2 separate regions of the Rattus norvegicus genome follow, and region 1 is linked to region 2. A link is a contact called in public HiChIP or PLAC-seq data. All regions are on one chromosome and are shown on one strand. Each heading gives the region's core, a stretch centred on a gene start, on an enhancer-like site or on the middle of the called end of the contact. The rest is flanking DNA. Distances are from core to core; before and after follow the strand shown. Region 1 holds the start of Pdia3 (protein disulfide isomerase family A, member 3). Region 2 holds the start of Tubgcp4 (tubulin gamma complex component 4).

Evidence for each region. HiChIP or PLAC-seq counts read pairs in DNA pulled down with a chosen protein or histone mark.
Region 1: a contact with region 2 is called in an H3K27ac HiChIP or PLAC-seq map of oligodendrocytes, with 5 times the contacts expected there. The contact joins the promoter of Pdia3 here to the promoter of Tubgcp4 in region 2. A contact is called at or near these places in 1 of 12 Hi-C or Micro-C datasets (mammary epithelial cells) and 1 of 1 datasets of contacts at active chromatin or transcription factors (oligodendrocytes).

What each region holds. Positions count from the first base shown.
Region 1 is chr3:128,838,961-128,844,326 of GRCr8, forward strand. Pdia3 (protein disulfide isomerase family A, member 3) reads left to right here and starts at 2,954. Exons shown (of 13, transcript NM_017319.2): 1 at 2,954-3,293. The coding sequence starts at 3,112. Catsper2 (cation channel, sperm associated 2) reads right to left here and starts at 2,815. Exons shown (of 13, transcript NM_001012220.1): 1 at 2,466-2,815; 2 at 1,441-1,581. The coding sequence starts at 1,579.
Region 2 is chr3:128,594,062-128,599,943 of GRCr8, forward strand. Tubgcp4 (tubulin gamma complex component 4) reads left to right here and starts at 1,319. Exons shown (of 18, transcript NM_001399280.1): 1 at 1,319-1,595; 2 at 3,295-3,423; 3 at 5,063-5,185; 4 at 5,491-5,544. The coding sequence starts at 1,518.

The sequences.
Region 1 (5,366 bases), core at 1,704-4,203, 250 kb after region 2:
ACGGGCAAGTAGAGTTGGAATAGGGATGTTGGTGAAATAACGGACCCTCTTCCATTCATCAGGAACTCTGCCTGATAAGGTGTTCTTTCTCAAAGCAACTAAGAATTCTATTAAGTTTGAGGTGAAAATGTGTAGTTTATAACCAACGTTGACCATGCTCATGAAAGCAACAGGTACAAAGTATTAATTTTGTTTTAGCACCAGCTGCTCTAGAGCCTGGTATGTAGAGCAGGCTCTCTCCACCTCAGAGACCCCCTGGCCATCGCCTTCTAAGTACTGCATTAAACCCCTGTGCTACCACTACCAGAAACCTTCAAGTTTTATTTGTTTGTTTGTTTTGTTTTGTTTTGTTTTGTTTTTGGAGCTGAGGATGGAACCCAGGGCCTTGAACTTGCTAGGCGAGCGCTCTACCACTAAGCTAAATCCCCAACCCCAACCTTCAAGTTTTAAGTACCCTTGGTGGAAATGTTTCAGAGTCAGTCAGGGCTTAGAGGAAGTGATAGAGGTCCTATATTCTAAGAGTTTTATTTATAAAGCCCTGAGTTTATCACCTGTAGTATAGCTTCTCATCCCTAAATTTTATTTGTACTTAGAAACACTTATTAGTGTGTGTGTGTATGTGTGTGTGTGTGTGTGTGTGTGTGTGTGTGTACGTCATAGCACAACTGTAGGGTATGTTGCCTTTTGTACCATGTGGGTTCTGAAGATGGAACTTAGGTGGACAGAGCAAGTGCCTGTACTCACTGAGCTATTTCTCGCCTCATTATTTGAGATAGGGTCTCATACAACTCATATTATTTTCAACCAAGGATGACCTTGAATTCCTGATGCCTCCTCCTCCCAGGTACTGGGGATTGTAGGCAAGCATCACCCACACCTGGTTTCTTTTTTTTTAAAGATTCATTTATTTATTATGAACATACATGTATGTCTGTATGCAGGAAGAGGGTGCCAAGACCCCACTACAGATGATTGTGAGCCACCATGTGGTTTCTTGTATTTGAACTCAGGACCTCTGGAAAAGCAGTTAGTGCTCTTAACCGGTAACCACTGAGCCATCTCTCCAGCCCCTTTCCTTTCTTCTTCTTTTTTTTTTTTTTTAATATATTTTTGTGTGTGTGTGAGTGTGTGTGTGTGTGTGTGTAGGCCAGAGGACAACTTTTGGGAATCAGTACTGAGAATCAAACTCTGGCCATCTGTATTGACAGCAGGCACCTTTACTCTTTAAGTCATCTTGCCAGCCCTATTTTTTTTTTTCCATTTTGTTTTCTGAACTGGAATCTTGCTGTGTAACCCAAGCTGGCCTTTATTATTTAAAGCCCAAGTGATCCCTGATTCAGTCATGTACCATCATTCCTGGCTCCACCCTTAAGTACGTCTCTACTTTTTTTTGAGGATGTGGACAGGAATATTAGCTTCCTGTGAATGAAGGTTACTAACCAAGTATCTCCCGGAGAGTGTGCCTTGGTACAGCTTGGCTCAAGCCCTGCAAATGCTCTATGAGCGAGAAAGTGTCAATGAGCTTTGAACGGATAGCATCAGCTCTGGGCAGCTGTAAATGTCCTCGTTCATGTGCCATGTCTGTTAAGAAAACAGAACCAGGGATGTCATGCTTTAGAGTTGCTGACTATTAGCGTGCTCTCTCCTCCCCCACTTTCCTTGCCTTTTAGAGATTTAAGGAGCCCACACAAAGAAGCTATGAGCAGTTGAGAATAAACACATTGAAAGACTCAAAGGGTTTTTTGTTGATTTTGTTTTTCATCTAAACAAAAGAAAAATCCTAATCGATATCCCCACACTCAACTAAATATTCGGGTTACTTTCACTTTCTGACAGCGTTTGCAATTAAAAACTCTTTTTTGAAAAATAGGTTTAAATGCTGGGCAGGTGTCCTGGATCCCAGCGCTCTGGAGGCAGAGGCAGGCACATTTCCGAGCTCAAGGACAGCCAGGGCTACACAGAGAAATTATCTTGAAAAAACAAAGAAAATTCAGTTTAAAAGGCTGGCGATGTGGACGGGTATTTCATTCTCAAGAGGATGGTGGATCTCTGTTGAGTTCCACATTTGCCTGGTCTATATAGTAAGTTTCAGGGCAGGCAGTCCTTGCCCTAAAAAAAGAAAAAAGTAAAAGCTGAGCCTGTGCTTGATAGTGCATAGTGCGCACATCAGTCTCAGCCACTTGGAAGGCTGAGGCCCGAGGATTCAAAGTTCTAGACCTGCCTGAATTACAGAATGAAGTCAAGACCAGCCTGGACACCTTGGTGTGATCATGACTCAAAAAGTCAAGAGGACTAGGGATATAATTCAGTGTTGGATCACTTGCCCAGCATTGTGCAAGGTTTCAGGTTCGACCCTCTGTTACCCACCCTCGCAAACAAACGAACAAATAACAAATAACAACAATCGGTGAAAAACCAGCAGGCAAGGAGGGCAGGAGGCCTAAGGCTGGACAAAGAATACAGACCTCACGTGGACCTGACAAAGCAGGATACGAGGTAGGGCAGCAGCAGGATGTAGGCTTACTACGCCCTATAATTGGACAAAGCAACAGCCTGACATTTGGAAAACGTGTCGCTTTGTGCTAAAGTGTGCGCGCCCCAAAGCCCTGGAGGGAGGGAGGCGGACAGCTCAAGCTCCCCTCCAGCCCGCTCAGGGCTCAGGGGCCTCACTTCAGCTCCAGCGCACTTCCGCCCACTCAGCCCTGACTTCACCCCTCCGCCTTCCGCGCCGGCGCCCTGAGCTTCACTCCTCCTCAGCGGGCGGAGCTCAGGGCCGCTCCGGCTTCGCTAAGCCCCCACTTCCCGCCGACCCCCGTCACGGCCACCGCCACAGCCTGACCGGCGGGCGTTCGCTTAAGCGTCCGCCCCGCCTCGCCCCACGCGCCCGCCAATCGGCAGTTACCAGCTGGTTCCGCCCGCCCGACGCAGCGTGACGCAGCCAATCGGCGGCTGCCACACTGCGGGCCCGAGCAGGCCTAGGGGGTTGGGACCTCGGCAGCAGGTCTGCCCGGGCCAGACGCGCGAGCGCAGGCAGCGGCTGCAGATTGCGGGCTCTCCCATCTCGGTTCTCTGGTCCCGGCCCTCCGATTGCCCCCGCCGCATCCCGCCGCCATGCGCTTCAGCTGCCTTGCGCTGCTCCCGGGCGTGGCGTTGCTGCTCGCCTCGGCCCTCCTCGCCTCCGCCCTCCTCGCCTCCGCCTCAGACGTGTTGGAACTGACGGACGAAAACTTCGAGAGTCGCGTCTCCGACACGGGCTCAGCTGGGCTCATGCTAGTCGAGTTCTTCGCCCCATGGTGAGGCCACTTTGTGGGGTCATGGCCCGGAGGACCGGCTGGGCGCGGGAGCGGTTGGGCCTACGCAGCGCGGGCGCCCTCCACTATCTAACAGGCCTGGCTGCGGCTGCCTCCTCGCCAGTCGGTGGGGAACCCCGAGTCGCTCCACTGGGGGTGGGGTGGGGTGGGGACAAGGGCAGATCCGGAAAGCAAAAAGCCTAAACTCCAGGGTAGGGCCACGTCCTTACCTCCGCGTTCTTGCTGCACTTCCTATGTGGAGGGCTTTCCCATCCCCTCCCCCTCCAGTCTATCTTTCAGTATCTACGTGAGTCAGTGTAAACGTCCCCTGGTCTGCAGACCAGGCAGCATCCCAAAGCATAGGAAGGAGGCAGAGGTCCTTAAGTGTAGAGGTTCTGGGTCTCAAGCTATTTTTTTTTCTTTTTGTCTCCACCCCAGAGCCATTGGTTTCTAACCAAGGTCACTCAGTGGCTGCAGAAAGATCTTAAGTGCTTTCTTGAGACAGGCCATTATTTATAAATGGTCCACGACTTACACTATTTTACATTAAGCTGCAGAGGCCTCTTATAAGGGTAAACGAACAAGAATTATTTCACTAGGACCTATCGTAATTGTCAGCTTTAGATAATTCTAGAAAATAATAATATTCTCAATAAGAAAGTAACCTCTGTTGGGCTGCTTAACCTAAGAAAAGCACAAGTTCTTTAAAGTAGGTGTGACCCCCAGATAAAAACTTGCTTGGGAAGGGAGAGCAAATAGGATTATTCAAAACTGTTCAAAGGTACCAGGAAGACATGTAATGGCTACACTGTAACTTATCTTTGCCTCTGACCCAGCGGGGCCATTACATCCCAAGCTTATCTGACTAGATGGTCACACTCAAAAGCGCAGACTGCCTAAAGAGGCAGGAAACAAATTGTGTTTCAGTTTGGGATATTTTATGTTTAGGCATTTCTGTGGTTGACAGTCACATTTACACATTATAGATAACATATGTCTCTAGAATTCGTGTTTTTTCTTAGAATTTATCACAGTTCTATAATCATGCTGTTAATTGAGGGGTGGTCACTCGTGTCCAGCTTCTTTGTCTAAAGGAGGTCTCACAATGGAAGAATTAGAGTTTTTAGTCAGGTCTTTGGGATAGGGCTCAGTTCTTGCCCAGTGTGTCCAATCCCCATTACTGAAAAAAAAAACTGTGTACACACACATACACACACACACACACACACACACACACACACACACACACACACGGGAGTTCTTAAGGAACAAGTCTGGATAGTCTAGGCTGACCTCAAACTCAGGATCTTCTTGCTCTGGCTCCTTTTCTTCTCTTTTGAGATAGGGTCTCCTATTGCCTGTCGAGCTAGCCTTCAGTTCACAGTCCTTTTGCTGCCTCTATTCTGAATGCCACAAGGCACCTGACTTCAGACTTGTCTACTAAAAATTGTTGTACCTGCTTTCCTTAAGACTACATATCCCATCGTACATTGTGTGATCAAGAGTTGGGTGGATTTCTGCTGTGGTGTCTGCTTTTAGTTGGCTGAGAAGATAAAATCTTTATTTCTACATACTCGTCTATTTTAAAAGTTGTGGTTTTGTTGGTTTTTTTTTTGTTTGTTTGTTTTTTTGTTAGTTTGCTTGTCTTAAGTAGCTCAGGCTGGCTTGAATTCCTCACACTTGAGTCTCTGCCTCCCAAATGCTGAGCTTATAGGCCACCACACCAAACTCTGGACATTTATTTATTTATTTATTTTTTTATTTTTTTACTCTTTTCTCTTGCATATAACAGCGGTACCATCCCCTGTTAGCAACAGCAAATGAAAAATTTTGAGACAGGGTCTCACTGTATAGCTCAGGCTGACCTGGACCTGATCCCCTTCCTCTGAGTCCTGAGGCTAAAGGTGTGTACCACCACATCAATCGGGAAATCTAATTAGCAGTTAAATAGGGACTAAAAAGACAGCTTAGCAGTCAAGAGCACTTGGCTTTTCCAAAGGAGACTGAAGTATTCTTGGGCCCTTGCATTCATGTGCACAAACCCATAACTTGAAATAAGTGTTTTAAGTGGTAGGG
Region 2 (5,882 bases), core at 69-2,568:
TACAATCTGCTCCTTGGTCCGCACCTCCGGCCTTAGCCACCAACAGCAAAGTTCCCACAGTTGGCTGAAAGCTTCCCGGGGCCCAGCCACCTCCTGGTAATGGAATCTTCTGAAGCGCTGCCGCAAACTTTCAGAGTTAGTGCCCTTTCCTCTCCGAGTGGATTTGGCCATCCTTAACAGCAGAAAGCAGTTTCTCCCCTCAGTGTCTGGGTTCCAGAACTTAGTACACTATCTTTCCATGCCCCTGGAGAAACACCTGCAGATGAGTCTCTCTGTAAAAGGAGTTTTATCCTAGAGTAGAGAGAAATGGCACTATCAGAGAAGAGTATCTTTACATGTTTAAAATCTTGCCAGAGCCGGCCTGACTTTCCATGTGTTCCAAGTGGCCTTCGGAGGCAGTACCATTTCAGGACAGCAAATCAATGAGCAAGGAGAAAAATTACCTTATAAAAACTGCATTTCTAGGTGATGTCTAGAATATCCCCCAGGAAGTTGCAGAGAACAGAAAAATCTATCCGCTTCATTCACACCTCACGTAAATCTGATCGTATATAGTGCCCCAGATCAAAGTTGTATAGTGAATTCGAACCGCACAGGACGCCTGACGCTGGCGGACTCTAAAGCTAAGTCAACATTTAGCTGAAGACAACAAAAATCCTCTGTCCAGTGAGTGCCGGCTAACCTCCCCTAGAACCACCGCTGTCCTTCCAGAAGCTCCTGGTGTCTGCCCCGCCCCTTGAACGCCAAACTACAAACTTCCAACCGGAACCACAGTCAAGTGCTGAACACTGAGTCTCTTGCTTGCTCCTCCTGAACGAAGTAAGAACTCAGCAAGAGTTCCGGAGCGACAGATGGAAAAGGTCACACATGGGGAAAGCTGACTTAGGCTTCTAAATTGAGGTGGACTAGGGAAGAGTTACAGGAGTTGGTGAAGCGAGGAAGCCCGAGAGACGGCAGTCGTGGGTCTGCTGAGAACAAGGCCGGTGCTGGCCAGTGTTGGCCAGTGCTGCGAGTCCGTGGGCTTCGAGCACAGCTCCACAGCGGCGGCTGCCAAGTTCCGGCTTTGTTTTCTTCCCTCTGGCCGGGTCACTCTGGGAGACGTCGGCAGTCGGTCAAAATGCCATAGACCCTGCCAAGGCGTCATGAGGACTCTCTCCGGCCCACCCCTGGCCGCGTCTCTCTCAACTAGCTTGTCAACTCACTCGCCGCCCTTCCCTTGGGCCAGCCTCTCTTAACATCCCCAGTCCCGCTCTCGAGCCGGAAGTCTGGCCTCTCCTAGCGCCCAGGACGCATGCGCGATGTTACCGGCGCCTCACCACGGCTCCGCGGCGGGAGCAAACGGGTGGGCGCCTCAGCCGCGCGCAGCGTCCCGGATGTGCGCGCGGCTCTGTGGAATGTCCTCGCTCGGTGGACTGCGGGGATCCAGGGCAAAAGATTCACGCTACGTGTGAGCGGGCGCCCGCAGAGGCGCTGGAAGAGAAGGTGGTAGATCTAGGGACTCCGGAGCCGCCCCAGAAATGATTCACGAGCTGCTCTTGGCCCTGAGCGGGTACCCAGGGTCCATTTTCACCTGGAACAAGCGGAGTGGCCTGCAGGTATGGAGCGGGTTAGAGACGAGGAGCGGCCGTGTGGAGGGTGCAGCTGAGCCGCAACGAAGGGGCGGGACCCGGGGGACTCCGAGTGACGGGCGCCCGCTGCGAGAAGAAACCGAGGGCTAACCCTCCGATTTGGGGGGCCTTGCGGTCCCGCCATTCCTGCTAGGGAACCACTAGGAGTGGATAGAACTATACTTTTTTTTCGCTGCATATAAATTTGTTGTTAAACTGAATCCCTAAATATGTAGGTGGAATTCGATGATAGTTTGTCATTTGAGGGGAAAGGGGGGGCGGCGGATAGGGCACTCCTGTACATTCATTGACTCAAATTGAAATTTGAAAGTAGTGGGAATATATACAAAGATCTCAAGACACAATACTCAGTAAACTCTATTGGATGAAAAAAGTGAATTTGTAAGCATATGGTGTTTCTCTCCTTTGGAAATTTCTGTACCAGGTGAGGAACATTGAATGGGTTTTCCTGTGATTAGAAGAGTATAAGAAGAATGTACGATGATTTGTTTTCTCTTTCTCTCCCCCTACCCCTGTGAGAAGCCCAGATGTAGCATGATACCCAATATTTTGCTGAAATTAAATGGGCAACATTGAGTTTAATACACTGACTTGGAGCCAGGCATAATGTTTGGAGCCTTTGGGAAGCTGAGGTAGGATTATTGCTGTGATTCAAGGCCAGCCTGGGCTTCAGTGTGGAACCCTCTCTCAAAAAGGAAAGAAAGAAAAGAAGGAAACAGAGGGCAGAGAAAGCCAGAGAAGAAAAGAATGACAACTACAGATGTGGATCTCTAAGTGTGTTGTGTAAAATGGCATCAGTAACTTCAAGGTGTAGTTTACTTTTTTCAAGGTAATTAAGCTTAAACTAGAGCATGTGTGTATGTCGCATGAGTGTGGGCATACCTGTCACAGAGTGTACGAAGAGGTCAGCTTGGTGGAGTCACTTCTCTTTTCCCAGCTTTATGTAGGTTTCAGGGATTGAACTCAGGCCTTAAGGTTTGTGTGGCAAATGCCTGACCCTCGGAGCCATTTCACTCATCTTAAACCTAGAACTTTTCTAGAACTCTGTCAACAACAAGTGTTCAGATTTGATAATTGTGTAGAAATGCCATTAGTAAGAAAAGACACACACACATATTGAACACTTACCTGTGAGTAACACCTGTCATTTATATAGATTATCTAATTATCACCGTTACCTCCACTTTTTACTTAGGAAAACCAAGACATTGAGAGGTGTCATAATGTAACTTGCCTAAACTTTCAAGCGAAACATAATTCGAAGATACAAGCCAAGGGGGTCTCTGTCCCTATCTGTGTGTCTCTCTGTCCTCTCCTCCCCCACCCCACCCTCCTGTGTAGGTCAGAGGACAGCTTGCAGGAGTTTCCTACTGTGTGACCCAGAACATCTTTCCAGCCCTATTGTATGAATTCTTTACTCTGAGTTACCTGTTTTAAGAACAGGCAGTTACATCTGGATGAGCAACAGTACCTTGTAATAGTGTTACAGTACCTGGTTAATCAGAATTACCAACCCAGTAACAAGGAAAGTTAAAGCCAAGTAAAACCATGGGCACCTGAGGGAAAGGGAATAGAAAAGAGAATGTAAAGTGTTTTAAGCCCATGAGAACCTCGGCTGGTGACTAACAGGCGTTAGCTTTCTTTATGACTATCCCTCTTCTTGCAGGTTTCCCAGGATTTTCCATTTCTTCACCCGAGTGAGACTAGTGTCCTGAATCGACTCTGCCGGCTTGGCACAGACTACATTCGATTCACTGAGTTCATTGAGCAGTACACAGGCCATGTGCAGCAACAGGTGGGCTTCTGTTCTCTGGATATGGGCTTCTACAGGGTAAGAGTGCCATCAGACTCTACCAGTGAATTCACTGGTAAAGTAAGTTAGGAATTTCTGGAATACTCCCGAGTTTATGAATCACTGGAAATGCTCAAGGGAAGGCAAGATCTCTGATTGGATTTTCTTGAGTAACAACAAAAATTCTCTACTGGTGTTCTTACCCAGACTTTGTATAGTGAGAATTGCATGAGAATTCCTACTTCTCAACTTCTAAAGCAAGTCCTAATGGTGCCTTTTAAAAACATAAATGACAGTAACAACATTCTGTGATAAATGAAGACTCATTCCAATTTTCTGTAATGCCGTAAGAGCAGAATAAAATTGGTTGTAAACCAGCCTGGTCCTATGTCCGTTCTGTGAACATTTCTCTTTAGGAACTTCAGGATCCTTCTGGTATTTTTTGTAGCATCTTCTGGCTGACTACATTGTGTTTTCTAACCTCTGAACTCAAGCTTCTGTAACATATCTGGTGCTGAATTCTGTATTTCTATACTCTGAGAACCTGGTTACCCAGATATCTGCCTCCATCATAGCCTCTAACTAACTGTTAATCATTACTTCCTCGTAGAAAACTATATGAGAAGTTTTATATGAAACTGACGAGATTCACTAGGCTCCTCCCGCCGAATAAATAATAAAGACCACTGAGTCACACTCAGACAAGCCTAGGTACAAAGAAGACTCTCAGTCAAGCCAAGCTGTCTAGAAAGCAGCAGGGACCAACTTGAAGGATTCCTAAAAGACAAGCTGTATTGTATATAAGCCCTCCATGAGAGTTTTAATGTTTTTAAGATTTACTTTTACTTCATGGGTATGAGTTCTGCTTGCTGCATATATGTGCACCATGTGCATATCTTGTACCTACCTGCCCAGGCCAGAAAGTATTGAATCCCCCAGGAACTAGAATTACCACTGGTTATGAGCTACCATTGGAAGAAGCACCTTAAGATAGAAAGTCAGCAACTTAGAATAGCTTCAGGAAGTCCCTAAAACCAGGCCCCTCCCTCTGAAGCAGCCCAAAAGAAGCAGAAACTAGCTTAGAAGAGGCTCAAACCAACTGAGCTACCCGGACAGGACACTGCAACCTGTGGAGCTGCCTGTAGGCTATGTAGTGTGATCCAGGGTCTCAGATTTATGAGCTGTCATCCATGCTAGGCTGGGGTTTGGGGAATAACCCCTCACTCATATTCCTGTAAATAACCCAAATAAAACTGATTGGTTCACAGTGGTATTTATACTTTGGTCTGTCATGGCTCCCCATCTAGTGACTAGAGGAGGTGTGTGTGGTGTGTGTGTGTGCACACACATGTGTATATGTATTCTATTTCTTCAGGAAATAGACACAATGGACACTAGGAACCAAATCCTACAACAAAACCTTCCCTTAACCATACTATGACCATGGAGAGGTCATGTCAGCGCTTCTTTACTGAGCCTCCTCAAATACACTTTATCTTCAGTCATTTTTCCTCTTACTCTTGCTAAAATACTGCTTTGATATGGAATTATTTATAAAAATATAATACTACTAATAAAAGACAGCGTCTTCTTCGGTTTCCGATTCTGAACTGAAGTTGCCCTTTTCTTTGATTATTTGCAGGATCACCATCCATCCCAGCAGGGCCAAGGGGGACTACATGGGATCTACCTGAGAGCCTTCTGCACGGGGCTGGACTCAGTTTTGCAGCCTTATCGCCAAGCACTGCTTGATTTGGAACAAGAGGTGAGAAGGAGGTAATATAGAAAACATCCTTAGGGGATAGCCGATTAGAGTGTGTTTTTGACTTGGAAGTGGCCTTTGATAAGGTCAGCTAGTTAAGAGTGAGCCATTTCCTGTGTGGCTAGAGGGTACAGTATTCGAAGTGGCTCCAGAGTGGACTTGTCATCTGAAAAGTAACTCTATCGTCTATTAGTTCTGCAGAGCTTAAAGCAAACTCTGTGCTCATTGTCACATTCTCTCCTAGTTTATATAAAGCAATTAATTCAAGTTATTTGTGTAGGATTCTGATAAGTGTGTTTTTATTGCAGTTCCTGGCTGACCCGCATCTCTCCATATCACATGTCAATTACTCCTTAGATCAGGTATGCCTTGGAGTGATAAAATGCTGTGGAGTCTGTTGCTGTTTTTAAATAATCCCAATTTGTGACACTATATTAAAAACTTCTTAACCTAAGATCAGAACCCAATAAATATACTGAATTTTATTAGCTGTGCTTTGGAAGATGAGAACTGCTTTAAGAGTGTGATGTATGTGGCATCTGCCTGTCATCCTTATACTCAGGAGGAAGGGACTAACCTCGTCTTCAAGTTTTCATCAGTGAGTTCTGGACCAGCTTAAAAAAAACAAAACTGAACAACAGAAAGAGTTCCACATTTAGTTAGCCCTTACTGTGATGTGAATACTGTCCTGTTGACATGG